Regions from separate parts of the Oryctolagus cuniculus genome. Here region 2 is linked to region 1. The links are chromatin contacts, called in public Micro-C maps. All regions are on one chromosome and are shown on one strand. The core of a region is the stretch at or near the end of the contact, and the rest is flanking DNA. Distances in the headings are between cores, read along the strand shown.

Region 1 (3,719 bases), core at 544-3,043:
TCAAGGCCACTGTCCGTGCGGCATCAAGGCCACTGTCCCTGCAGCACCCACCTGGAGTCCCCCAAAGCAGCCTCACCACTCGGAGGGGCTGGTAGGAACCTGCCTCACATTGGGAGGCGCCCCGCAGAGACCAGGAAGCCATGCAATAAGGAACAAATAGGACTGGAACAAAAAACCACCTCCTGCAGGTTGCACGGGCCACCTCCCTCCATTAAACAGCAAGGCCGTTTCTGTTCCGTGCTGACCTCTTCTCTCAGGGGAGCCCATGAAGGGGATGTAGGGTCAGAGGAGGCCAGAGAAAAAGGAAACCGCCGCGTAGGAAAGGACATTTAACCCCTTTGCGCGGGAGCACACACACTCAGACACCATTGCACATAAAGGCGTTTCACCCACAGCTGGGCGCATGGATTTTTTTCTTTTTAAATTTACTTTCTAACTCTGCTTTCCTTGTGGGGTCATTTCTTAAGGGGCTGAACCTTTCTAGTTCCCGGGGCACTGTCGATATTCCTAAACAAACGTAAAGGAAAACAATCAAAAATATATGCATTGCTGGGGGCGGGGTCGGGGGTGGGGAGGGAGAAAACGCTTCGTTCCCGGGTGGCTCATAGTGGACAGCAGCGGAGGAGGCGAAGTTGGAGCCGCTGGGAGAAAACTCAGTTTGCCCCACGCCCAAGGGGCGCGGCGTGCTGGAAACAGCAGCGGACACAACTTGCAAAAGTTTTGGGACCCGAGAGGAGGTTCCGGGCCGGTGGAAAGGCAGTGCTGGGGGCGGGAGGCTGCGCAGGGCTGCGAGCGCTGGGCCGAGCTGGAGACGTCCGCAGTCCCCAGTGGAGCGAGCGGCCGGCTGGGTGGAAGTCAGGCCCCCGGGGATCCGGCCATCCCTGGCTGTCAGTCAGAGGCAGGCAGCCCGCGAGTCGCCGCAGCCCCCTGCCCCGCTCCGAGTGGGGCGAGGCCGCCCCGCTCGGAGCGCCAGCCGCAGGGGGAAGGGGCGTCGCCCCCGCCGCCCCCGCCCTTCTCCTCCAGTGCCATTGGGCCGCCGTCGCCCGCCGCACAGCCCGCGCCACCTCTGCTGCATCCCACCCCGCCCGGCCCGGCCCCTGCCGCGCTCGGCCGGGGGGCTGGTCCGGCCCGGGCCGCTGACGTCACCGCCAAGTTTGCTGCCCTCCGCGCCCCACGTGTGGCGGCGGCGGCGGCCCTGGAGGCGGCTGTGAGCGCAGGGGCCGCGGCCGCTGACAGGTCCCGCGCAGCCGGCTCCACCGCGCGGCTCCCAGGTGGGGCCCAGGGCAGCTGCGGGGCGGCCTTGCGCGCGCACCGAGGGGAGCGCACCGCTTTCTCGCTCCGGTTCGCACAGAGGGACTTGGAGAAGGGGGGCTGGACCTCGCTACCAGGCGGACAGGACCTACTTCCCGGCCTGAGAGGACTCCAGGAAGAAGGGCCGGGGACGCTGCCGCTCGCCCGCTGTGCAGGGCGCACGGGGCACAGCGGCTCCCGGAGTCGCGCGGGCCGCCACCGACACCGAGGGCGGCGATGCGCGAGCGCTGAGCGGAGACCCGCGCCGAGAGGGCGGCCCCGGGGCCGAGAGCCGCACGCCTTCGCCTCCGTCGCCGAGAGCCCCGTCCCGGGCGACCTTTCGGGGAGCTGCTGCCCCGAGGCCCAGGACTTGGGCGCGTCTAAGACGATGGTTTCCTAAGCACGGCCCCGCCGTCCCCTCCCCACCCCCCCGCCCCGTGCCCTCTTCTGGACCCAGTGCGGGGCTCCGTCCCCTCGAGGGGCCCAGGCCGCCGCCTCCTGGGGGCAGACCGCACGGCCGCAGGGGCGCACGGGCGATGTGGCCGCCGCCCGGCGCGCAGGCCCGTCCGGGGCATTCGGTGGCACCCGGCGGAATCCTGTTCTAGCATGGCCCGCGCGCCGCCCGACGTCGCCTCCGGCTAGGATGGCCCCTCCGGGCCCGGCCGGCGCCCTGCCTACCTCTGCCGAGCCGCTGTCCCGCAACATCTTCCGCAAGTTCCTGCTGACGCTCTGCTCCCTGCTCACGTCCCTCTACGTCTTCTACTGCCTGGCCGAGCGCTGCCACAGCCTGTCGGGCCCCGTCGCGGGGCTGTCGGGCGGCGGCGAGGAGGCGGGGGCCCCGGGCCGCGGCGTGCTGGCCGCAGGCCGGCGGGAGCTGACGAGGTGGCCGGCGGCGGCGCACAGAAAGCGGCTCCTGCAGCTGCAGCGCGCGCGGAGGCCCCGGCCACCCGTGCCGCGCGACCCCGGCGACGTCGCGGCCTGGGAAGAGGAGACTCCCGGCCTGGCCGCGAGTCCCGGAGGCTCCGGGGCCGGCAGCAGCGTGGCCGAGGCCCCGACGCCGGGGACCCTGGCCTTGCTCCTGGACGAGGGCAGCAAGCAGCTGCCGCAGGCCATCATCATCGGCGTGAAGAAGGGCGGCACGCGGGCGCTGCTGGAGTTCCTGCGCGTGCACCCCGACGTGCGTGCCGTGGGCGCCGAGCCCCACTTCTTCGACCGCAGCTACGACAAGGGCCTCGCTTGGTACCGGTGAGTGCGCCGGCTCGGGCCGCGGGCTGCTGGCTGCGGGGGGTCGGAGCGCGGGGCTGCTGGGCACAGGGGCTGGGGGACTGGGGCGAGCTCCGGGTGACCCCTGGGCCACCTCCCTCCGTCTTCACGCGCGAGGCTGGGGGCCGTCGGTAGCTGCCCTTCAGTTGAGGGGTTTGCCCCCAGCGTGCCTTCTTCCCCTTGGACGTGGGCAGTGGGTGTAGTGGGGAGGGCGTGGGGAGGAAGTGTTTTTTGCCTGAGGGGTTTTAGTCCTGGGGAATTCCTTTGCCTAGAATAGTGGGTCTGGGGTCTCATCCCTTTGTCACGCGCTGTGAAAGTGTCTGTTTAGCTAGAGGGGAAAAAAAAAAGGAAAAAAGAAAAATGCGCTCTCCTAAATTAGGACCATATTCAGTAGCTACTAAGGTACCTCTTGCTCCATCTTTTGGGCAGTTCCCTGCGGTTACTGTCAGGTGTTGGTTTACCTTGCCCTCTGGCAGGTGTCTGTCCTGAGCGGTAAGTCACGCGGAAGCTTGGGAAAGGTGTCACGTGCCAGGGAGCCTAGGCAGTGTCCCAGCCAGCGCCAGCAACCAGACCCAGCGTTTTAGGGAATGCTTCCGTGGTCGTAGCTTTTGTTTGGGAGTGAAGAGGAGAGCTGTGTAAAACGCTTTCAAAATCTGTAGGAAAAAAAAATAGCTTCTGTCTCCGCGAAAGCAGAAACTTTCTGAAGATGTTCAAACAATGCTCTTTACTAATGAGGTAGGCGATATAATGAAGGGAGAAGGGAGGGAGGGAGGGAGGGAGGGAGGAAGAAGAAAAAAGTAGTGAAAACCGTGCGAGTATAGGCTACAGGTTAGCAGAAAAGTCTCATTTAGATCTTCGTTTTCAGTTGGCCACTTGCCTCAAATTCCTGCCACCTTTCATAATATAATGTGCCAAAATTCTAATAAATCCTGGTGTCGCCTGGATTTTGTTTGCATAAAATGTTGGCTTTTTTTTTTTTTTAAATCTCTTTCCTCCAAGGAAACATCACGTTGCTAGAATTTTCCATTTTTATGGAGTTTATCTTGTTGGTGAAATATGCGTTCCCTTTGTTATTTTAACAGAAACAATATTACAGAAGTTACAACACAATTTAGATGTATTTCAAAAGGCCACTAAATTAACCTCAGAATAGACGTGGACGTGAT
Region 2 (3,719 bases), core at 812-3,311, 590 kb before region 1:
CTCGGGGAATGATGACCGGAAAGAAGGAGACCCTCAGGGCGGAGACGGTGTTTGCAGACGCCGGAGTCTGGCAACCCCTTGCCCACCCGTGCGCCTCGCCCGGACTCTGCCAAACCACCTCTGCCCCAAGGCCCGGGAGCTGCGGGAAGCCGTGGGCAGCGGTAGCGATTCTGTCTGTCCCTTCGGACTGGAAAAAGAAATTTTGGGCAGCAGCCACCTCGAAGCTACTCTGGTTTCCAATCCCTGGATACCCTCACCACCACCACCACCACCCCAAAAAAAAGTCTTTGTGCCCCCGACGTGTCAAGAGCCCGCGGAGACACGCGTTCCTTGCTCTTCGCTCCCCCCAGCATCAAGGCCGGGGTAGGCGGGAAACGGGTGGGCCCTGCCCGGGAGGCGCCGGGAAGCCTTCAAAGCTGCGCGCCGCTCACACCGGCTGCAGTGCGCGCCTTTGCCCGACAGAGACCAGCACCGCTCCACGCTCCGCTCGCCGCCCGCCCCAGCTCACCCTCCCGAGCCCGAGACGCTGGAGCCGAGCGCGGGTGCGACGCCCCTCCCGGCCCCGGGAGCCAGGAGCAATGTTAACTCCGAAACCCACAACCTCCCTGCGGTCTCGGCAGGACGCTGTCGCCGCCCGATCCCCTAGAGTCTGGAGCGCAGAAACTGCTCAGAAGTTGGTGCAGGGAGCAGGCTGTGTCGGCGGGGGCGCACAACGCTCCTCCCAGCGTCCCGGGGGCTCCGCCAGGAAAAATTAAATCCTGGCGACCCTGATTGATGCGTATGGGGCGGCAACGCCATGGCTAGAGGGCACCCTGCTTCTCCAAGCGCACACCAAGTCGCTGCCCCGTTGCCTGTGGTTCTTGAGCACCGCGGACCACTGAGCCGCCGGCGCTGCGCCAGAAGTTTCTCCGGGTCTTGGCGAGAGCCGAGCTGGGCGCACCCGGCGTGCGCTCGCCCCCTTTGCAGCCTATGCCGCCGCCCCGCGCCCTCGCCCGCTCCCGCGCGCACTCACCGGTACCAAGCGAGGCCCTTGTCGTAGCTGCGGTCGAAGAAGTGGGGCTCGGCGCCCACGGCACGCACGTCGGGGTGCACGCGCAGGAACTCCAGCAGCGCCCGCGTGCCGCCCTTCTTCACGCCGATGATGATGGCCTGAGGCAGCTGCTTGCTCCCGGACCCACTAAAAAAGCTGGAGATGGGACTGGGGGAGTCCGGCGCCTCGGGACCCTGCTCTTCCTGGCTCGCGGCGCCCTCGTTGGCCAGCAGAGTGGCCGGCGGCGCCCGGAACGGCAACCTGGGAGGCGTCCCGTCCGCAGCGGTGGCCAGGGCGGCCGGCGGGGCGTGCGCGGCGCGGGAGCCCGAGCCCAGCAGCAGCCCTGGCGCGGCGGCGCAGGAGCCGGCGCACGAGTACAGGAACATGTAGAGCCAGACGCAAAGCATGGCGAAGAGCAGCGCGAGCTTCCTCCTCACCGGCGGCGGGGGCGGCTGCGGCTGCGACAGGAGCCGGCCCGGGACATCGAGGCAGGAGCGGCCGCCGCTCAGGCGCTGCCCCATGCGCTGCCCGCGGGCGCGGCCAGGGGCATGGCTCAGCACATGGCCAGGGTCCCGCCGGGGCAGTGAGCGCAGAGAGGGCTCCCCCTCCGCGGCTCGCCGGACGCTTATTGCCCCCGCGTGCCCGCGGTCAAAGCGGCCGCCGCTGCCGCCGCTGCCGCTGCTGCTGCTGCTCTCCAGGTGGCGGCGGCAGCTGTAGCGGCGGCGGCTCTTGACATGTTGTCCCGGGAGCAGCCGCAACTGGAACGCCAAGTCGGGGCGGCGGTCAGTGCTGGCCCAGGGGCTGCTCCTGCGGCGTCACGGCCCGCTGCGGGCTAGCAGAGCCCCTGCGCGCGCTCTCCCGGAGCGCTCGGGACGGTGCGCACGGCTGTTCGCCGGGGCTGCCTGCTCGCCGTTCTGAGCGCCCCAGTCTTGGAGAGCAGCCCCGGCGGAGGCTGCGGAGGAGAACTGCGCAGGAAGCCAGCGAGCAGACCGAGGTGGAGGGGGCGGGCCCGGCCTTGCGGAGTGACGGGCTGCTCTTCCTACCAGAAGCGGCGAGCACCACGCCGAGGGCGGGGCCTCACCCAGGACTCAGCAGCCAACCCGCTCCCGGGGCGTGGAGGTGTGGAAAGAGTTGGGGGCGGTGCAGAGCGACCGGGTGAGGCTATTGGCTTCGGGGGCGAGGGGGCGGGCTCATGGGGGCGGAGCCAGGGGCTGGTGCCAGCCGCAGATGCTGGGACGGATGCTGGAGTTGGCGGAGTGCTGGGAGAGGTCGCACCCCAGCGAGTGGCGCACTCGCGTGCGTTTCCGCGATCGCTCCCTGGGAGCCGGCCTGGGCTGCCGCTGCCCAGATGCCGGGACGCGAGCCCCGGTCCAGATGTGTCTCGGGCGCGATCCCCAAGTGTGCGCTGCAGGGTAGGAGAAGGGACTGGAGGAGGCAGGGGCGCCCGCAGGTGCACCCAAGGCCCGTGTCGAGCCGGTCCCTCGCCGGGGGCCCAGGAGGCACGCCCTTCCCGGACGGGCATCGGTTTGAGAAATGGAAGGCCTGTTTGGAAATCGCTTTTTTTCCCCTGTCTTTTCTTACTCTGTGCCAGGAGGTGGGCCTTCTCTCACCCCCACCCACCCACCTCGGCCTGCCTCTCTTTTAAGTGGGAAGTAAACCGTCCTCCAGGAAAAAAGAAAAAAAAATCTCTGCCTCTAAAACTGCCGGGGGGGGGTGGGGAGGGAGAAGGCGCGGGGAGAAATTAACTAAAAGGTAGAGTCTAGAAAAAAAGTTTCCTTTGGACACGCGTGCGCGCGCACCAGCGGAGTCAGCGCAGAAAGTTGTCCTCTGAGTATTGTGAGTTTATTGGACACGTTACGTTTGAGAACTTGTCCTTTCTCTTTTTCCCTGAATCGGTATTGAAGCCAACATTCGCCTTCAGGCAGGCGACAGGTTGGCTCGCTGACCTGTCGCCTTTCGCCGTAGAATGTGCCGATTTCGGGCACATCCGTCACCGAGTGGCACTCTTCTAATAGTCAAAGTCCAGCCGAAGCCTCCCCACTAAGTGTCTCCTGGGAACCCCACTCTCTGCCCAGAGTGGGGAAACAAAAGACCTGCCCCGAGGTTGGGAAGCGGGGGCTCCCAGGCACTCCAGCCGCTTTTGGGTGGGCAGAGGGGACCAGGGGCGCCGCCGCGCTCGGCTGCATTCCTGTCCCGGGCGTGTGGAGGAAGCTCAGGAGCCTCCGAGGCATCCCGGCGCCCGCAGCCCCGCGGCCCCGCGGCGGAGCGGCCGGCGGGCCTCCCAACACCTGGCGGCCCGTGGTTCCGGACAGAGCGTCTCTTCCGACGCCGGCCCCCGCGCGGCCCCGGGGGTCCGGTGCCGCCCACGGAGTGGCTCAGCCGGAGCTGCCGCCCGCGCTGTTCTCCCTTCCGGAGCCAGTGTCCCCACTAAGTGTCTCCTGGGAACCCCACCCCGGGGAGCAAGCTGAGAAAGCCGCTCTGACCTCGGCGTCTCCGGTTCCAAAAATGTGCCCCGTGACTGGAGAGGGTTAGGAAAACGCAGCGGCCGGCGTGGGACCCGTGCGCCCCACGCGGTGCCCCGCGCGACCTCCTTGTAACTCCCCTGAGCGCTGACACATTTTCCTACAAAACTGTCGAGGGGGAAATAATTCAGGATTTTCCTCCTCCCTCGCCACCCCTCCCCCCCATC

The links. A called contact is a pair of places that touch in the nucleus more often than the background predicts.
Region 2: a Micro-C map of ear pinna shows a contact between it and region 1, with 5 times the contacts expected there. The contact joins the promoter of LOC100352865 here to the promoter of HS3ST3A1 in region 1. A contact is called at or near these places in 3 of 6 Hi-C or Micro-C datasets (ear pinna, embryonic fibroblasts and an unstated tissue).

What each region holds. Positions count from the first base shown.
Region 1 is chr17:57,641,089-57,644,807 of mOryCun1.1, reverse strand. HS3ST3A1 (heparan sulfate-glucosamine 3-sulfotransferase 3A1) reads left to right here and starts at 1,793. Exons shown (of 2, transcript XM_002718879.5): 1 at 1,793-2,535. The coding sequence starts at 1,934.
Region 2 is chr17:58,230,505-58,234,223 of mOryCun1.1, reverse strand. LOC100352865 (heparan sulfate glucosamine 3-O-sulfotransferase 3B1) reads right to left here and starts at 2,061. Exons shown (of 2, transcript XM_002718869.5): 1 at 1,013-2,061. The coding sequence starts at 1,551.